Regions from separate parts of the Mus musculus genome. Here all the other regions are linked to region 3. The links are chromatin contacts, called in public promoter capture Hi-C maps. All regions are on one chromosome and are shown on one strand. The core of a region is the stretch at or near the end of the contact, and the rest is flanking DNA. Distances in the headings are between cores, read along the strand shown. Region 1 holds the start of Col5a2 (collagen, type V, alpha 2). Region 2 holds the start of Mrps9 (mitochondrial ribosomal protein S9). Region 3 holds the start of Ercc5 (excision repair cross-complementing rodent repair deficiency, complementation group 5). Region 4 holds the start of Slc40a1 (solute carrier family 40 (iron-regulated transporter), member 1). Region 5 has its middle 21 kb from the start of Slc40a1. Region 6 holds the start of Pantr2 (POU domain, class 3, transcription factor 3 adjacent noncoding transcript 2).

What was found. Promoter capture Hi-C pulls out the DNA fragments that hold promoters and counts their contacts.
Region 1: a contact with region 3 is called in a promoter capture Hi-C map of 3T3-L1-derived adipocytes, with 5 times the contacts expected there. The contact joins the promoter of Col5a2 here to the promoter of Ercc5 in region 3. A contact is called at or near these places in 9 of 39 promoter capture datasets (the 3T3-L1 cell line, 3T3-L1-derived adipocytes, the HPC-7 cell line and 6 more) and 2 of 115 datasets of contacts at active chromatin or transcription factors (astrocytes and fibro-adipogenic progenitors).
Region 2: a contact with region 3 is called in a promoter capture Hi-C map of pre-B cells. The contact joins the promoter of Mrps9 here to the promoter of Ercc5 in region 3. A contact is called at or near these places in 7 of 39 promoter capture datasets (the C10 cell line, the HPC-7 cell line, hematopoietic stem and progenitor cells and 2 more), 1 of 484 Hi-C or Micro-C datasets (CD4 T cells) and 2 of 9 other capture datasets (liver and macrophages).
Region 4: a promoter capture Hi-C map of liver shows a contact between it and region 3, with 2.9 times the contacts expected there. The contact joins the promoter of Slc40a1 here to the promoter of Ercc5 in region 3. A contact is called at or near these places in 6 of 39 promoter capture datasets (cranial neural crest, embryonic stem cells, frontonasal cranial neural crest and 2 more), 1 of 115 datasets of contacts at active chromatin or transcription factors (astrocytes) and 1 of 9 other capture datasets (macrophages).
Region 5: a promoter capture Hi-C map of liver shows a contact between it and region 3, with 5 times the contacts expected there. The contact joins the enhancer-like site here to the promoter of Ercc5 in region 3. A contact is called at or near these places in 4 of 39 promoter capture datasets (embryonic stem cells, hippocampal neurons and liver) and 1 of 115 datasets of contacts at active chromatin or transcription factors (astrocytes).
Region 6: a promoter capture Hi-C map of the C10 cell line shows a contact between it and region 3, with 5 times the contacts expected there. The contact joins the promoter of Pantr2 here to the promoter of Ercc5 in region 3. A contact is called at or near these places in 2 of 39 promoter capture datasets (the C10 cell line and pre-B cells).

Annotation. Positions count from the first base shown.
Region 1 is chr1:45,501,626-45,504,607 of GRCm38.p6, forward strand. Col5a2 (collagen, type V, alpha 2) reads right to left here and starts at 1,657. Exons shown (of 54, transcript NM_007737.2): 1 at 1,196-1,657. The coding sequence starts at 1,289.
Region 2 is chr1:42,849,790-42,852,619 of GRCm38.p6, forward strand. Mrps9 (mitochondrial ribosomal protein S9) reads left to right here and starts at 1,444. Exons shown (of 11, transcript NM_023514.4): 1 at 1,444-1,637. The coding sequence starts at 1,503.
Region 3 is chr1:44,145,837-44,149,014 of GRCm38.p6, forward strand. It overlaps Ercc5 (excision repair cross-complementing rodent repair deficiency, complementation group 5), which reads left to right and starts at 1,908. Exons shown (of 15, transcript NM_011729.2): 1 at 1,908-2,314. The coding sequence starts at 2,227.
Region 4 is chr1:45,924,290-45,927,424 of GRCm38.p6, forward strand. Slc40a1 (solute carrier family 40 (iron-regulated transporter), member 1) reads right to left here and starts at 1,305. Exons shown (of 8, transcript NM_016917.2): 1 at 932-1,305; 2 at 428-495. The coding sequence starts at 974.
Region 5 is chr1:45,902,858-45,905,899 of GRCm38.p6, forward strand. It overlaps the pseudogene Gm18303. Among named protein-coding and RNA genes, the nearest start is that of Slc40a1, 21 kb to the right of the region's middle. Within about 2 kb of position 1,529, at least 64 of the 459 cell types and tissues checked have an H3K27ac peak or open chromatin away from gene starts, as enhancers often do. A contact at or near this core is called in liver, where this site is marked.
Region 6 is chr1:42,711,584-42,714,737 of GRCm38.p6, forward strand. It overlaps Pantr2 (POU domain, class 3, transcription factor 3 adjacent noncoding transcript 2), which reads right to left and starts at 1,871. Exons shown (of 4, transcript NR_110495.1): 1 at 1,772-1,871; 2 at 620-722. All of the region lies in intron 1 of Gm46091 (predicted gene, 46091), which reads left to right.

The DNA of each region.
Region 1 (2,982 bases), core at 407-2,906, 1.4 Mb after region 3:
AACCTTGGGATTTCTACAACTTACAGTTGCTAAACACAGTTTCTAAATATTTTTAGAGAAAAAAAAATCAGAAAGGCAGAAAACATATTCGTACAGATGGCTGGATATACACAGGAGAAAGACAGTTACAGACACGATTAGCACATTGCTAAGTTTTGGAAGCTTGAGTGTGATGCTAACAGAGATTCAGATCTATGCTGGCCTCTTACAATGAGAATGTATCTGTTTCTGACACTTCAACCTTCAAAAGTTAACGTTAATATCAACGAGGCCCATTTTATTTTATTTTTAAGTTTTATTCTATAGCAGCCACGCCATTTTGCTTAACAATACATCCCAGCACTAACATATGTAAATCACATAGGGGAAACAAAACAAAACAGTAACCAAGCAAGATATGCCTTAAAAGAAAAGAAAATAGAAGGAACGGGGGAAGAGAAGAAGAAAGGGAGAAAGGAAGGGTCTAAGGGGAAAGTCCTTCTTAATACTCTGTTCCAAGTAGAATTTCCTGCCTTCATCCATCCACCCAGGAACCATGCTGTCCTGATAATCAAGTCAGTAGGGTGGGAAAGCACAGAAATTTAAGAAATCTGGTTTCTATCAGAGTCTGTCATGGAGAAATAAACTTGACTCCCTCTCTGTAGGCAAACCCGATTTTAAGATCAGAGATGAAAACTTTAGGAGGGGAGGATAAAGAGCAAAGACAAAGGAAATTCCGAACTATCGGATTTGCCTGCTGGAGAGGTTTTTCTAAACAAAGACTTTCATGAAGCTGCTGAAGTTCACACAGGAAAGACTCCACCCTGCCCAGCTTCTGCTGCAGCGGCTTTCCCTGCTTGGAAAGCGCCTGCCCACAGGACAGACCTCTAACTAAAAGTGCCTCCGGGGCTCCGTTTTAAGCACTCTTGTTTTCTTTTAAACGTCCCACTCTTACATTCCGGCAAAAAAAAAAAAAAAAGACTGGTGATATCCTGGCTCTTACAGGATGTCAGAAGCCCACTTTTTGCCAGGGCACGCACAGAAGCTCCGGATTTGCAAATGTGCCTAGTCTCCAGAGCCAAGCTACAAATCCTAGAGCCCCCTTCTCAAACTTCAAACCAGAGTCTTCTCTTTATCCTCTTCCTGAAGCTTAACATTCCATCTAGTTCCCAAACCAAGCCATAAACACCATAAGCAAAGCAAAAGGCAAACTCACCATTCTCTTGTTCCTGGGCTTTTATTGAGACACAGTACCCTAATAAAACAGAAAGAATGAGGAGAGGTCTTGCTCCCACCCAGTTTGCCATCATGTCTAAATATGAGACATGTGGGTCCTCCTGGGATCGAAGAGTAGATACTGAGGTCACTGTAGCACCATGAATTCCGCTGGGGGCTCTTTTTCAGCACCAGTCCCCGCGCTGCCTCAGTCTGTTTCAGCACCAGGTCCGGCACAGTCTGCGAAAACTTTTTTCAAGCGGTGCAGCTTTAAATAGGAAGAATGCTGCCTCCACTTCTTTTCCTGCCCCTTTCAGCTTGTTCAGGCTCATAACCATCCAGTGTCTGCCAAGCAACCGTCTGATTGATGGTAAACAACCAAATCAGAGCGCGCGCCTCTGCGACTTGAGTTTTCAGTGCTTCTTGTAGATTTTAAGCACAGAGGAAGCTTCTCAACAGAGACAAACTTTTATTTCTCCTTCTGTTTGAGTGTGTGTGTGTTTTCTTTTCTTCTTTTTTTAAAGAAAGCCTATTAGAAGGAGTCTGATCCACCCTCCCCAACCCTTCCCCAGACACACACCCACTGACTTTTTCCAGAGACACTAAAAAAACTTTAGGGAGGATTACAGCCTTTTAGTGGATTTTTTTTTCTTTTGCACTTAAATAATTCAGAATTCTCTTTGCCACTTAAGCCTTTAAAACGTCACTTTTTTAACCCTTTCTTTTGGCAATGGAGGAAGGATTCTTGTCCCAATTTTCATCCTCCTCCCTCTCCTATGCTCTGAGAAGATTGTGGAAGAAAGGAGGCAGAATATGGCCAATACAAAATGAACTTGAGATACTTTACATTGAGTTATTTCCACATCTTTTTAGTAGGCACATCTATACGTTCTCCTCGTCACAGAGCATGCTATTGTGTTAAAAAACAAATATGTTCACTAAGCTTGTGGAGGGAGGAAAACACACTGGTTTAAGTCTCAGAAAGGGTAGGTTCCAATATCAGATCTGCCAACTCACCAATTTTGTGAATTTATACATAGTCCTTAACTGTCCAAATTTTTTTGTTGTTGTTGTTAGAAAAGGGGCTTTGGCCTGACCAGTGTGCAGGATCTGGTGACACTAAACTGAGCAATATGCTGTTAACTAGATTCTAAATTACAAAGAGCTACATAAAAGTGAATGATGCTGTTATGAACCCCACACCAGCTTTCCACGGAATGTGGTAGTCCTAGCTGCATATTTCTGTAAAGAGCAAGGCATTAACTTTGTGTGCTACTCAAGCTTGACAGATTTAAACGCCCTCAGTGTTTTTGACAGTCTAATTCATTTGATAGTGTGCGTTCTGGGGGATCTGGATCAAGCCCCACATAACATGTCATGTGTGACTCAATTGTTCATAGTTACTCAGCACTGAACAGGTGCTCTGAGACACACTGAATAGAGGAAGGATTATGGCAGACTAGAAACAAAGTCAGCATCCATCACCTTTAAGGAACATGTGTATGCAAATGCTGAAAAAATATATCTACGTGAAACAAAAAAATACAAACAATATATACAGCTATGTGTGGAATTAACTAAACCCCAAATAAATGCAAAGAAAAGGGATAGTATAAATTAAAATAGGTATATGAGGCTTCATTTACTATTTAATTTCCTTAATAAAGAAATCCAAGATGCTTTAAATTGAGAGGTGGAACTAAACTCTGGAGAAGTTCCAAAAACAACTTTCTAGCCCTGTATCATTGAAAATAACTTGTCACCAAGACCTGCCTTTGTTTAGTGAAT
Region 2 (2,830 bases), core at 194-2,693, 1.3 Mb before region 3:
GCTGGAGGGGAGGAAGTAAGGAGGGCTGCAGAGGGAGGGAAGGTGGGTGATCTACCAGGGTCTGTTTAGTCCCCTGGGAATGGGATCAGAGAGTGAGAAGAGGCCACAGCAGTTCTGCTACAGATAAGACTAGAGGATTGGATTTGGAGAGATAGAGGGAGAGGTAAAGATCTGGAGTTAGCCTACCTGCTTTTCTGGCCAGCACTGCCTCGCCTCTAACTTATTCTTCTTCTCCAAATACTAGTCCTGGACTTCTGCCACTGAATGAAGAGATTTTCACTAATGTAAAGGAAACAAACAAAGGGGAAAATAATGATTTCCCCCCTTTACTACAAGCATCCTATTTGGAGGGGTTTTTTTTCTTCTATTTTTCTGAAGCTATGCAATTTCTATTTCCCTAGAGCTGTTTTATGAGGTGATAACTGTACGATGCCAGCACTTACTTCATAACTTAAAAAACAGATTTCTAATTTACATGTATAAATATTTTGCTTGTATGTATATGTGTCTGTACATCACAGACATGGTTGATCCCCTTGAAATTCAGAGAAGGTGTCAGATTGTTTAGAGCTGTAATTATAGATAGATAGGTAGATAGATAGATAGATAGATAGATGTGATAGATAGATAGATAGATAGATGTGATAGATGTGATAGATGTGATAGATAGATAGATAGATAGATAGATAGATAGATAGATAGATAGATAGATGTGATTTTCCACAAGAGTTCTGGGGACCAAACCCAGGTCCTCTGAAAGAACATAGAGTGTTTTTAACTTCTCAGCCTCTTACTCGGTCACCTTGATCTCGTTTTCTGAGTATGTTTTAAACTTCTAATGATAATTTCAACATTATCAAATTATTCAATGATAATTTTCAACATTGGAAAACCCTTTAAGAGTGATTTATTCAACCACTTGTATCTGGTAGAGATAACCCTAGACTTAGGGTTAGGAAGTTCAAGTTTCAGAAGGCAAAGACAGTTCCTGTGTCTGCAGCCACTCTTAATGGCTTTAAGGCTCAGAGGCAATCAGGGAGAGCCATGAAGTTGAGCAGGGAGGTGCTTTTCCTCAGCCTGTGGGTCAGACAGCTAAGAGTCAACACAATGTGTTGGAAGCCAGAATGGTTAGTTGCTGGAAGAAGAATGTCTTGAAACAGATCTTTAAAACGGGCAAGTTCAAGGGGGAGCAGAAGGCCCTTGCGGGAAGGCAAGCGGACAGGAAAGCCAGCTTGGATTGTTGGAGTGAGAATAAGACTGTGGAAGGCTTGTCTGAGCGTGGGTACCAGGAACTCAGCTAGGACTACAGCTGCTAGTAAGCCGAAAGCCATGTGCAAGGCAACCTGCTGCCGCGCACCCAATCAGCGGCGAGGGGCTGGACTACAGAACTCCGCCCCTAGTTGCAATTGCTAAGGAAGCGCTTCCGCCTGGGAGGTCTGCGCCTGCGCAGTCTCCAGGCTCCACCCCTTTCCCCTCCCGCCAGGATGTTTCTTACGGCCAACATGGCCGCCCCCTGTGTGTCCTGCGGCCGAGTGCTTTCCCTTTGGTTCACTCCCGCTGTTAGAGCTAGCCTCTGCCAGAGGCCCGGGTACTGGACAGCCTCGGCGGTTGGCTGGCAGACAGGGACCAGGTTCCAGGTAAGGTCCTGGGAGCTGGAGCTGGCGGTCCGTGTGGTAGGGTGACGTGAAGCCGGCCCACCTTCCAGGGCTGCCAGAGCCCTCAAGGTAGAGGTCGGAGGTCACGCTTGGGGATCGGGGAATCGGCCGCGGACGGATCCTCTGCAGCCTCTCCCTGGGCTTTGAGGAGCAAAGGGTTCGGCAGATGGAGTTGGGTGGCTGCCTGGGTCTTGTGATTCGTCCCGGGGAGAAGGGGAGCCGAACTCTGCGCGACCCGGAAGATGTCCTGGGCAGAGTCAGTCTGTGGAGCGAACTGAGACTTTTTACAAGTGCTCTGCGTTTGCGGAATTTCAGTTTTTGTAATTTTCCCGAAACTTGTGTGTGTGTGTGTGTGTGTGTGTGTGTGTGTGTGTGTGTGTGTGACATTAGGAGAGCAGAATTTGACCGCTTCGCTCAATTCCGGGGTCGGTGTGAAGCTGGGATTTCTAGCTTGAGTCTTTGCTTGTCGCCCGTTTAATGTGGCTCATTAAAAGTGGGAGAAAACGAGCTTCGGCTGTAATTGCACTTAAAGTGTCTGTGGCATATTCTACCGGAGATTTCCAGTAGTCCTTTCGGTGGGTGTGCCCGTGACACAGGAGGAGACCTAACTTTGAAGTCCTGTTACCTTGCAGGTTCTAATGGAAACCCAGGGAATAGCGCGCAGATGGTGTCCTGCAAGAGTAGGCAGATGAACAGGCCGAAAGAGAGGTCTCAAGAGATTGAGAACACGCGGTCAAACAAGTGGGGGTTGGAAAACAGAACAGTTTGAGTAGAAAGAGTACGAAATGTTGGAAAAGCAGTACTACCACCAGATATTGCCGAGAAGTTAAACGCTGGATCTTAGAACTGTTTTACAAAATGACTGGCCACCTTTTTCTGTTATTTGATGTTGTAACATAAACCAATTTGTCCATTGATCTGTTAAACATCTGGGTTTCTTGGTTTTGAAAATTGGAAAATGTGTTGGACATTTTTATTTCTTCTATACATCTCTTTGAGACACATAATTGCATATGAGAGGAACTGTAGCATACAAAATATGTTTATTGGTAATGATTATATGGGCAGGTGGCTCTCACTCTCCTATATTCTGAACCTAGTGTACCCTTCTTCTTTCTCTTTATTCTTATAATTATGTGTAAACAAACACATTTTACAAAATGAGCCTCGCTGGG
Region 3 (3,178 bases), core at 658-3,157:
ACAAAACAAAAGCCCTGATCTCTATGCCATCACTTTCTAGGTGCTTTCATAGGAAAATCAGAACAGCACCCCAGCTGTTGGTGGTAGTGACGTGTGCCAGCTAAAACTGAGGTTTGCATTGGTGGAGCATCTTGCCTACGTTTATAGAGATTCTTAGTTTGCTAGAGCTTTCATAATAAAGTACTCAGGTTGCTTAAAAACAAGTTTGTTTTTGTTTCGTTTTTTTTTTCCCTCACAGTTACATAGACCAAGACAAGGTCTGGCACATTTGGTTTCTTATCTTTTGGACTTGAAGCTGGTCACCCTTTTTGTCCTCCCATGGCCTTTCCTGTATTTGTGGGCATACTTTATGATGTTCCCACTCCTTCTTATTAGTATAACCGTTATACTGGATTAGAGGCCACCCTGATAGTCTCTCTGTATATCAATGGTGAGGTAGAAATCACATCCATGGACTTAGACGTATCTTCATGTTTGTGATCTATTACTGACCATGACTCTGTCAGACACAGAAATGGTTTTGTTAAGTTCTGGTTCATGTGCCCTTAGGTGCCTAATGGCCTTATTGTTTTGACAATCATTTTCTAAAAATCACTTTGAATACAGGCACATTGTGCAGTACTTATATTCAACACGTGAATTTTGAATTCTACATGGATACTGACCTGAATACATAGTAATTCCGCGGTCCAGCCAAGATCTGAACTATCATCTGCATGACCTCTACTCCAAATATTTTCCACAGGATGCAAAATGTCCTGGGGAGCATCAGACCTGAGACTTGAGAGGTCACTTAAGCAACATTGACGAACTCCCGCTATGCACTACTAAGGAAGGGGTGTAACACTCATCAAGATTGATACCAGTTTCAACATGTTTACAGTCTACTGCTGGAAGTGATAAAAATTAAACAGGCAATTAAATTGCCTTCAGTAAAATACGACTTTACTAAAATGCAAAAGTCCGTAATTTTACACATTGAGGGAATGCTAAACTGTAAACCACCTGTTTGGACATAGATACGTTTTTGCTAAAATTTGACTTCTGATAGACTTCAGCTGTAAATGAATTTTTTTCCCCAGAAATTATCTACTTCTATCCCTTCCTTTTTTTTTTTTTTCTTAGACAAGGCCATGTGAGTCTTGAGCTTGTGATATTCCTGCCCATCTCCCAGATATTTGTGCCACCATGTCGGGCTATCTATTGTTTCTTATCAATCTTTTTACTGGGTTTGAATAATTACAATACCGTCCATCAAAATTGAGCCATTGTATGCTAAGTGCTTTGCCCATATTCACTCTGCTCGGTAAAAGATTGTTCTTTTGTACTGCTTACAGATGACGGAGAAGAAATTCTGAAGAAACGTAATCTCCACAGAGCTAACTCTATAGTAAGGCCTCAAAGGGCTGCATTCGATTTAGAATGTGCATATCGTGTCTTTTCCTGGCTCTACTCTGCCCCAAGTCATTTTTCCCAATTGTGGAACTCAAAGTTTCAGATGCTGGAGGAAATTCAAAGTTAAGCACTGCGTTGTACTGCCATCCAGTTACTGCACGTTGTGAAAATATTTGCCTTCACCAAAGTCAAGATGCTCATCTTTCCGTTCTTTTCTTGTCGAACCCAATACTTGGCGCCAAATCGGCAAAGCTGGGGAGGCAATGGGGAGACTGATACTGAAAATGCACAAAGGAGACCTCACTCCATTAAGAAAGCCAATATGTGCAAACACTTTTTGCGCCTAACAGTCAGCCGAACAGAGGCACAGATTCAAAACCGAATCGCCACACACACTGACTTCGGGAGTGCTCGGGCGTGGGATTTACGTGTCAAGTGTCAACGCGGGAATCCCAACCCTCGCGTTCACTTGGAAGCCAAGAGGTTTCATCGTTTGGTCAGCGGGAGAAATCACTCGCGACCGGAGGAAGGCTCGGCGCTGGCGTCACCGGTGCTGCTTCTCAGTACTTTTAGGCGTGCCAGTACTGGGGCTGAAACCTTTCTGCTCCTCCCACCACATTTAAATTCCGCTGTTCTTTCGGGAGACCGGGTCCGCTCCGGAAGTGCGTCAGCGCCGTGTTCCTCCTTCAAGCCCTGGTGACAGCGGGTTCCAGGCGGAGAGCGGTGGGCTCTGCGTGAGTTGGTGGCGCTGCGTGCTGGTGCGGGGCGCGTCCTTTATCCTAACGGGAAACAAAGGCCCCGCGAGCCCGGCCGAGAGAGAGCGCCTGCGCCATGGGAGTGCAGGGGCTGTGGAAGCTGCTGGAGTGCTCGGGCCACCGGGTCAGCCCGGAGGCGCTGGAGGGCAAGGTGCTGGCCGTGGGTATCCTTCAAGGCGGCTCCGGAGCGCCGGATGAGCGCCTGCTCGGCGACTGGGCTTCGTCCGGGACTTGGTGCTGGGGGTCGATTGGGTGTCTGTCTATCTAGAGTGCAGGCCTGCGCTCCTTAGGCCGGCCCATTTTGTGCCCCCTATGCTTTAGTTCTCACAGCAGAGTGGCTACAGAGTTGTCGCGGAGAATAAGGAGATTTAAATGATAAAATTTGGTATAGCGTCAGGCTCCGTAGTACTGTACATCTGAGAAGTCATTCTGTCAGAGTAGAGGGGGGGAAAAAAAAGAAGAGTTCCGAACCCTCCCACCCTCCTTTTTGAATAGTTACCTCTTGTTTGTTGGAATAAAAAAAGTTCATACGGTGTATAGTGAATTAGTTTCCTCCAGCTTCTGTGATGGGTGTGTGCATTTTAGTTTTGTGTCATTGGAGTTTTGTTTTTCTCCCACTTTGAAAATGTGATACCAATTTTGAAGTTTTGTTTACGTTTATCTGTTCCACGGCCCGTTTCACAGTGCCTCTTTTATCTTAGAAGGTACTTTTACATAGTTTTCTTAATGAAAACTAGAAATTCCTGTAAATAGTTGCTGAATGTGCGTACATGCCTGGACGTGTGTCCGTAGGTGGTGGCATGCCATGCCATTCTGTAAACTATGTCAGTTCTTCACGATGTGCCCAGCTTATAATTAATGGAGAACTTGCAGTTTTGAAAAATCACATTTTATGCCAAATACATCAATGACAAAAATTAAAAATTTGTCTTACAAGTCTTTGCACAGGGTACCATAAACCCTAGTGGTTTCTCGGCGTCACTGCTGTTTAAGGATTTCTTCATTATTTATGATGGAAGAACAATTTT
Region 4 (3,135 bases), core at 55-2,554, 1.8 Mb after region 3:
ACTATTGTAATCCTATTATGCCAGTTTTCGCCAGTCTACCCTTGTACTCTGTTTCTATAATGCTGCATGCTGGTACCAGACGTAAACCCAAGAGGGCCCATGAAATACCTTTCCAGTTCAGTAGGAGGCCCAGTTAGAATTTACCAACCCTAGTAACTATGCAAGTTTTCCTGTCCTTGTGGATCTTGTTTCAAACAGTTGTCGGTCTATGTAAAGCTTTAGAATTTCACTATTAAGTAAAATTTACTAACACTCATGGGAAACATCTTTGAAGAAAACAACGTTTTTGTTGAAACATGTGTTTTAGAACGATTTATTTACTTAACGGAATGAGAAAACTGCAAGTTCTCCAATACAACTGTCTCCGATGAGAGTAAACAACAGCTTGTGCAACGATGTCTCAAGAACTGTGTGCATTCTCACTTACCCAAGTGGAGAGAGAGTGGCCAAGGTAGAGGAGGAATTTTGCTGAGGTCAGGTAGTTTGCTAAGGATCCTAGAAAGGCACAGAGAACAAGTTAAAAAACGTGTTTAAGCACCCCAATGTGCTCAGATTAGAATTTGCTTTTGGTCGTAATTAAGTCTGATTTTTTTAAACAGGTCACTTACAAGACTGATGCATTCAGTTTACTTAATAGCATCCACTTAAGATTCAGCGTTGTCTCTTGGTCAATAACCGCCCCAACTTCAGGCAGTGAAGAAACTCTTGTTTCAACATTCCTTAACTTTGGTGGGGTTTGTTTTTTTAATGCAAGAAATTTCACCCTGCCCAGGTTACTCTATCCCTGCCTATATGTAAGTTCTTTTATTCAAACTATGAGTTTATATTCTTCTTCACCCTCCATCAAAACCCAAGTCAACCCTCATGGAACTACATCTCCCCGTCCCCACCTGCATTCCCACCATTTGAAACATTCGATTACTCAACTCACCACAGCATCCTTCCTGATGGGTTTGATCTCTTGCCTTGGTCATGACACCAGGCGTTCTCCCCTTGTTTGTTCTGATGCTGGTAGCTTTAGCTGCTCTTGCCCGGGAGCTTGTTCACAGGAGTGAGAGGAACCGAAGATAGCACCAGTATAAGCACAACAGCCTTATGCCGAAAGACCCCAAAGGACAACTAAGGCAAACAACAACAGCAAAGCTGTCACGGGGTCTTCTTTTTGTCTTCTTTCCAAACTTAGCTAACACTGTAGCTGAAGTTGGAAAGCCAAAGCCTTATGGGAGCGGGTTGGAGGATCCACCGGCCGCAGGAGACCCCGAGCCTGCTCTCGCCGCCGCCGCCGCCGCCGCCACCGCCGCGGGCAGGGCAGCGGCTTATAGGGAGCCGGGGGCGGAGCTTGAGAGAGCAGGGACCGCCCTTCGCGGCTGGACGTCCAGGTCCGCGCCAGCTACGCTCCCACCGCCCTCCCAGGAGGCGCAAACAACCTGCGCTTTGGCTGGGCTACCGCAGGAGAAGCCAAGGGGTGACCCGCACAGTAGGACGGGGACTGTATGCGGACCCCGAGGGGACACTACAGAAACATTTTGCACAAAGTCGTTTGGCAGGTGCTAGAAGGAAGCTCTTCTCTCTGGCCACCAGATTGCCGGACAGTCCCTAGGCAAAGCTCAGCGGGAGCTGGCGCGGAAAAAAAGGAGCCTCCCACCCTAGCTACCCTTCGGAATGCAGGTAGCTAAGTAAATACAAGTCATGTCCGGCCTGCCTGCGGCGCAGAATGTTTTCCTTCTCCGAACTATAGAGAGGGCTCTCTCTCAAAAGCTGCGGAATCAAAGCTCAGGAAGCAGGCTCAAAGATCACAATGTAGCCCCGCGCAGCCCAGTGATCGAACGCAGGCCGCCTTCTGTGCCACAGGCACTGCAAGGAGGCAGCGCCCTTCACTGTCCTTTCCCTCTGAGTTCTAACCCTAGCCGCTCCTGCCTCTTTGGCTACTCCACAGGCTCCAAGTGCTGAAGGGAAGTAACCAGGAATACCGGTTGTCCCAGTTGGGACCCTGGGTCTGGCCCCGTGCAGATAAAGCCCTTTTGGTAGCCTCCTGGGGGGACAGGTGAATACACACCAGGTGTAAGCCTCTAATGACCTCCGTTTCCTCCCCAGGGCATACCTGCTTCTTGTGTCAGCCCTTCCCTTCCCTTACCTTTGTCAGGTTTGTCAACACTTCAAGAGTGATCCTAAACATTGAAACTCCAACCGGCTTGCACTCTTCCAGCCCTGCCAGAATGACACCTGGTAATGAAGAGAGCCACTCATGAGCACAGGCCTTGTATCTGGACTCTCTATCAGAAGCCCCAAAGGTCTTTGCGGGCGGGGTGCAGCTGGATTCGTTAGGATGAGGTCTGCAGAACCGAGATAGGGCTTTGCTACTGCAACCGCTTTTTGTCCTTTGCAAACCTTTCTCTCTCCTGACACACAAAACGTTTAAGTCCTTTCTCCTCTATCGCAGGTTCGGGTATGTCTGCTGAAGTTGCAAAATGGGGTAGTATATCCAAATGTCTTTTGGAGTAAACCTAAAGTGTGCTTACATGAAGCACTTAGGAAGGGATCATCTAGCAAGTTCTGACGGTTTCTTTCTCTCTGTCTCTCTCTGTCTCTGTCTCTCTGTCTCTCTGTCTCTCTCTTCCCCCAGCCCTTCCTTCCTTTCCTTTAATTTTGTTGATCTTCAGAATACAAACTATCCTGATTCCCTGCACGTATGTGCCAATAACAGGATCTCCATGCCCTTTGCATTAAGTACAGTGTGCCTTAAGAGCTATCCCCCACATCTAGTCAGAAGACTCTGAGAAACAGGAGCTCAGTTGATGCGTGCTTCAAAGTGTGATGTGTTCTCCATTGTCATCAATGGGGAGCTTCTGTTCCCCATTGTCACCAAGGAGTCCTCAGAAGCCCAAACTAGGAGAGTGCTAAGAACAGGTGGGGTCCCACAGTGAAGCAAGCAGCAAATGAGCAAGATTCATAGACAGAAAAAGCATTCAATATCTGAGGACTTGGCCAGGGCTCCTATCCTAGTCGTTGGGAATGAATAGTTAGTGTATTGTTGGAGCTCATGACATAGAAGGAGTTAAAATAGAAAATGGAATAAAAATTCTCAGAACGCTTGGAGTACACAAGTGACAGAGTTTCCTGGCCTTGACATTCCAG
Region 5 (3,042 bases), core at 279-2,778, 1.8 Mb after region 3:
TATAGTTATTTTAAGAACATGACGGTGCACTTTTCATGTAGTAAAATTCAATAAGGAAAATGTTCAAATAGAAAATCTATGCCAGCTTGCACAAGGGCAGGGATAAAAGAATTCACCTGTGCTTTGATATCCCATTTGTCTACTCCTTAGAAAAAAAATACGTGCTCCCTTGTAGATCTGGAAAGTGTGAGCAAGTCTACATACAAAGAAGAATGTATACTTTTTAATTTTTAAAGTATGGGGAAGATGAACAGTTCATACCTGTCAGGTAAAATATGCACTTGCTGTCACAAGACTCAAGCATTTCTACTCTAGTCTTGAGCTACCATCTTGCACAAGAGAAATATTCTGATAGTAAGGATTATTCTGAAGGGTGGATCAAAGGGAAGAAAGAAGGCACCCTGGATGAAGTTGTAATGCTTTGAAGTACGAATAATTTATGGAAAAAGGTGAAACTCAGGGTTTTTTCTTTATTTTCTTTGGACATTTTAGTTTAGTTTTTGGTCTTATCTACTATCTTAGGCTAAGTTTATTTTTAAAATTTGTATGTATTTTTATTCATGTGGTCAGTGTGTGCTCCACATGTGTGCATGTGCTCCCAGAGGCCTGAAGACTCAGGTGGATCTGTGTCATGCATGTGACTGCTGGGAAGTGAATCAGACTCCTCTGCAAGAACAGCAAGTGTTCCTAACTGCTGAATCATCTCTATAGTCCCCTAAATTTATTTCTTAATCATGGTAAAATATACTAGGAAATTTGTATATCTACTTACTCATGTAGTAGATCTTTATAATGCTTGATAAATATACTAACCGTCAAGGTGAACTTGACTTTTTGTCTTTCTTCAAACTCTGGATATATTCACAGATTGATCAGTAGAGAAAAAACCTTGGCAAACAAACTATGGTTATACAACAAGGACGTATCTCTTTCACTTCATCAAAAAAAAATAATATATATATATGAATAAACAAAATGTTTACCGTGGTTACTCCCAAAAATTCAGAACAGGTTGGGAAGTGAGCATTTCAGTCAAACCCTACACGGTTTTCTTTTTGTCCAAGAGGAATGAATTATCATGACAATTTTTTAAAAGTTGTTTTAAAACATCACTGTTTAACCCAACAGTGCAGGTAGCACATGAAATAAAGAAATGAGATGCCCAAATCCTTAACATTGACATGATAGGTAGTAAATACTTTCTAGTTTGAAATTTGCATCACAAATGTTTGCCAAGTTTTCCCTGGTTCTCCAGACTTTGTAATTTCTGTGTAAATTTCATTTCTCAATCACTAACTTTATGAAAATACTATCCACGTATTCATAAACCACCTCAGTAGAAAATGCTAATCCTCTCTCTCACTCTCTTTTAGAAAAAAAAGGCAACACATGCATTTTGTTTATTTGGTGGGTTGGCTTAAATTTTTTTGTATGTTTTCAGATTAATCATCAATATTTAATAGTGCCAGGTTTGACCAGCACAGGTCCACATCACATGGCAAGGGGTCATGTACTCGCTGGCTGAGCTCTGAACCCTGAGCACACCTCATTCTCTACCCACAGGCCTTGGGTGTGGGTACCTTCAGAATTCGTTGTGCACCCTTTTCCTTATAAAAGTGTATGGGAAAGGGATTTTTTTACTTCACAAAGGGCAAAGGACAAAGGACATTGACTAACAAGCTTGTTAGGTTTGTTACTGGTGGGTGGGGTGGAGGAGAGGTAGGGACAGGTGGAATACTTCTTTGAAAGTTAAGTGAAATAAGCCAGACCAGAAAGGGAAAAATTTCATTTCCCTCGTTTTAGGAATCTAGAAGAACAAAAAAGAAGACACACAGGTAGAAGAGAGACCATTAGAGAAGAGGAAAGAGTCAGAGGGGAGGGGAGGGACAGAGGAGATGGAGTGGTGGGTAAGACCCAAATATACATATGACTGAAAATGTCCCAACAAATCCCATCGTTTTATGCAAGTAATGAAAATTAACCAAAGGGAAAGGAAAAATGAAGGTGTCTTCATTGTTCTTAATAGACAACCCAAAGTAGTCTGTTGGAAGAAACTGCTTAAAGAGAATGAAAAAAGAACACAAGAAAAACTAACGAACAAACAAGCTGCAACGAATGTGATTTCAAGTAGGAACCCAATGAAGAATTCTTTTAAAAACGTAATTACAAACAAAATAAAGGACTATTTTCCAACTTCTAATTCACTATGCTATATTGGCCCACTGACACTGAAGCGTTTTTTAGTTTCTCTCTTTCCCCTTCCAGTGTTCTACCCCTGACATAATTCTAAACCTGCAGGCAGTAAACATTCCCGTCCTTTTGCCCCTCCTCCTGCTCAGTGCAATAGCTTGCAAAGATAAGGGCAGCAGCTGTTGTAAAAATCCTATTAACTCCGTGCTCTGCACGGCTCCTGTGGGTCTGGCATTTGGCGAAGTGCCTGCATCAAGTGCTGGGATCTTTTCCTGCTCAGATGGTTCTATTCAGTGGACAAGGTCACAGACCTTCAGTTATGGCTGCAAACACTCTGAGCAGATATCTAACCCCAGCTTGACCTCTGGGAGGGAGCAGAGGGCCTGTGCAAGATTGCAGCCAAGCCTAACATTTGGCATCTGCTGTCTGTGAAATCTCCAGGGCTGATGCCAGAATGTCTTAATATGAGGGTAAAAGGGATCTTTGTCTACCATGTCTGTTAAACTTGCACTCAGCAAGCCTGATCACAGATGTGGTGCTTAGACCACATCTCCAGTAAAGGGTCACTGAATGTTTCCTGAATGGAGACTTTGGAGGCTGTGCTTGAGGGATTAGATACACTACTTGCACACAAGGTTCAAACCAGTAGGTGCGAACTCAGAGCACTCCCTTGGAGAGATAAAGAACATGACTTGTGTGGGAGATGGGCTGGATCCCATGAAGGTGAAGGCTTACCAGTGTTCATTACACAGAAGCAGCCAATGGAGAACAGTCTTGACTGTGAGGTGAAGAAAGAATTGAAGGTGACAACTGAACTCCATCTCACGAAGGGCAGATTTGATGAACCTGCCA
Region 6 (3,154 bases), core at 621-3,120, 1.4 Mb before region 3:
CATAATAGGAGTGGGGAGGAGGCCCACGGACTTCTCATAAGGGAAGAGGCCACCCAGTGCTCAGAAATAATCAAAAGCTTTAACGCTGCTGAGCAGAGGGGCTGCTAATCCCAAGCAGCTCAAGTGTGGGCCACACAGCCTAGCCATCTATGCCCACAGCAGCCTGGCAGGTATCTCAGAAGTAGATGCATGTTGGGACTGTGGGCTTCCACCCAGGAGCTGAGGATCTGGGTAGGTGTCTTGAGCAAGACAGACTTCATTCTCCTTGCCCTGGACACCCAGATTCTCTAGAAAGCCAGGACTGTGAGCAGAGGTGACATAAGAAATAACTGGCCCCTTCCAACTGCACCACTGCTCACCTTGCCTCTTTCCTAGAGGCGGAAGAGCCTTTCTTTGTAAGTTGCTCCGTTTTTCTTACTGTGGACAGCAATTTAATTTCCTCCTTTGCCCCAAGCCTTGCACACACAACTGAGCAGGGATTTCCACTTGGGGATAACAAGAGGCTGGCATGGAGACAGAGGGAAGTGGTGGACAGCCTCCTGGAGGTAGCCTTAAGACTGGTAAAACTTCTCTGATACTTTCCCCTCTCCAGACAGCCACAGTCTCAGGAAAGACTCACCAAATGCCATGTCAACCCCGGAGCAAAAAGAACGTGGAAAACGTAGCACTAGTTCTTCATTTTCTCCTTAGCTGTTGAGTTTCACTTGTTCCTCTCACCCCATCTGTGGTAGAAGTTAAAACAACTTGTCCTTTTAAATAGATTTGGGTTTTCAGCATTACTAGAGTACTGGGAGAGAGTGCTTGCCCCAATTCCACATCCAAACCAAGTCGGTTGTAACCAGCCATCTTCAATTATGCTCTCCATAACTCGACAGAATCAGGAATCAAGGTACCATTAGGTACAAGAAGCAACAAACTTTACTAAAAGAAACAAATATAATATTGACCACGGATACATACAAACTCCCTGAAATATCATTTCTACTCTTCTTACTTCTTGGGGACAGGGGTAGGAAGTGGAGTGGGGAGGGATGGTGTAAAAATCTTAGCTGGTTTGAAAAATAACTCGATCATATTGTCTGAGTTTAAAGTTCTCAAGTCTAATCATAAGTAATAAAGTTGTTAATAGTTGTAATTGGTTTCATTGCTCGATGTAACTGGTGTTTTATTTGTGACCCAACTAAGCTTTGTAGCAAAGTACAGGTGGTTCAGAATCCATAAAAGGGAAGTTATTCCTTCTCAGGCAACTTTTCCCAATAGAAGGCAAAGTGAAGACGGCTGTCTCACACATTATCTCCTCTGCTTTGCTTTTTTTTTTTTTTTGAACACTATAGATCTAGGTTTTAATTTCTCTAGATGTGTGTGTGTATGTGTGTGTGTGTGTGTGTGTGTGTGTGTGTGTGTGTGTGTGTGTGTGTTTGATAGACCTGAAGATGCGTGGCCATCGTGCGTGGGCTCTTGAAAGCAGAGAAGAAACTCAATGTACTCAATGTACACAGAAAAGAACCGCTTTGCTAGCTAGATCAAATGCCCGACCAAGTTCACTTTCCATCCCTTCGCTGGAAGAGGGTCACCCACTGAAAGCGAAAGCTCCGGGGATTTGAGAGGGGCAGCAAGGACGGCTTAGCTTCCTAGGCCTTCTCCCAGTACTCTCTCTTCACACCCCGCTTCAGAGTACTTCTCAGGACTTCCTAATCCGAGGTGCCCACTACGGACTAGCTTCCCCGCGCTCTCCTCAACTCTTACTGGCTCCGCCGCACCCTGGACTCACCCCACACAGTCGGTCCGCTCCATCCAGACTGGAAACAGGTCTGAGTCGGGCAACGCTGGAAGCCACATCTCATCAACACCAATCCACACCAGTCGCCTAGATCTAGGCTGCAGAGAAGCCCGCGACACGCTGCCAATGATGGTGGGGGCAGGGAGGCCATGAAGAACCGCAGCCTCCAGCTGGGTTGCGGCTTTCTTATGGAAATGACCCGCGCTGGCCTACTGGACTCAAGCGGGTTCCATAGTCCCGCACCCCATCTCTCCAAAGCTTTTCCTCCCGCAAACCCTCATCCTCCTCATCCTACCGTGGCTGAACTGGTGGGGGATGAGCTAGAGCTACGCCCCGGCCGCAGAGCGCGGGCCGGGTCTCCCCTCGGCCCGACGGGCTCCAGCTCCGCATTAAATATTCATAGCAATCGCTACTTTCTTAAAGGGGAACCCGCCGCGCGGGAAAGTTCCCAGCCAGGGGGACTCACAAAGGAAGGTGTCTGCTCCCTCCGGTCCTAGGGGTAACCGGGCACACAGCTCCTGAACACTTGGGCGAACAGGGAAGGGAAGGGAAGGGAAAGATCAGAGTACCCGCTCGCCTACAGTCAAGACACTTCCTAGAGACTGCGAAAGAAGAGATATTTGGAAAGCTTTGGAAGCCCCGATCACTCGTCGCATAATTATTTAAAAATAAGTGGTCACATCTAATGCTTCAGGGTTTCCAGGGCCTTTCATTAGTTTCTTTCATTTTATAGTTTTAAAAGGACGGTGGTTTGACTTCATTCAGGCGTCATCCGCCCGGGGACCAGAAAGTTTGCTCTGTATTGCTTGAAACATGCACTCGGGGAACTTAGAAACATCACTTTGAGAGCCTAAAACAAAACCTGCACCTGTCCCATGGCTGATGTGCAGAGCTGGAGCTTGAGAACTCAGAACCCTTGTGGGGGTACTCGTGGGGAGAATTGGTCTGAACCCCAGCGCCACTGCTCAATTCCAGGCCTCTTTCTTCCAGAGCACGGAGGGCCTGCATAGATGTGCAGTCCTCGGCCTTCCGGAGGCCGAAACCCATCTGCCAACTGCTCAGCAGGGACCAGGAGAAAAGCGGAATGGGAAAGGAAGAGGAAGCAGAGAAAGTTCTGGGCCCGCTGCGGAGGAGGCCCTGCCTGGGATGCACCCCCGCCCGGGGCCAGCTGACCCGTGACCGCTCCTCCTGGTGCCAGGCGACGCCCGCGCCCTGGTGTGCTTTCACCCCCACATCCCCCCCCCCAGCCCCCCCCCCCCCCCCCCCGCTCACGCCCACTCCACACTCTCTCTCTCGATAAGGCTCTTTTTGTTCCGGACCAGGAGCACTTTCACAAATGGTTAGAAAGTCTTGAGCGCCATCTAACGGGAACAG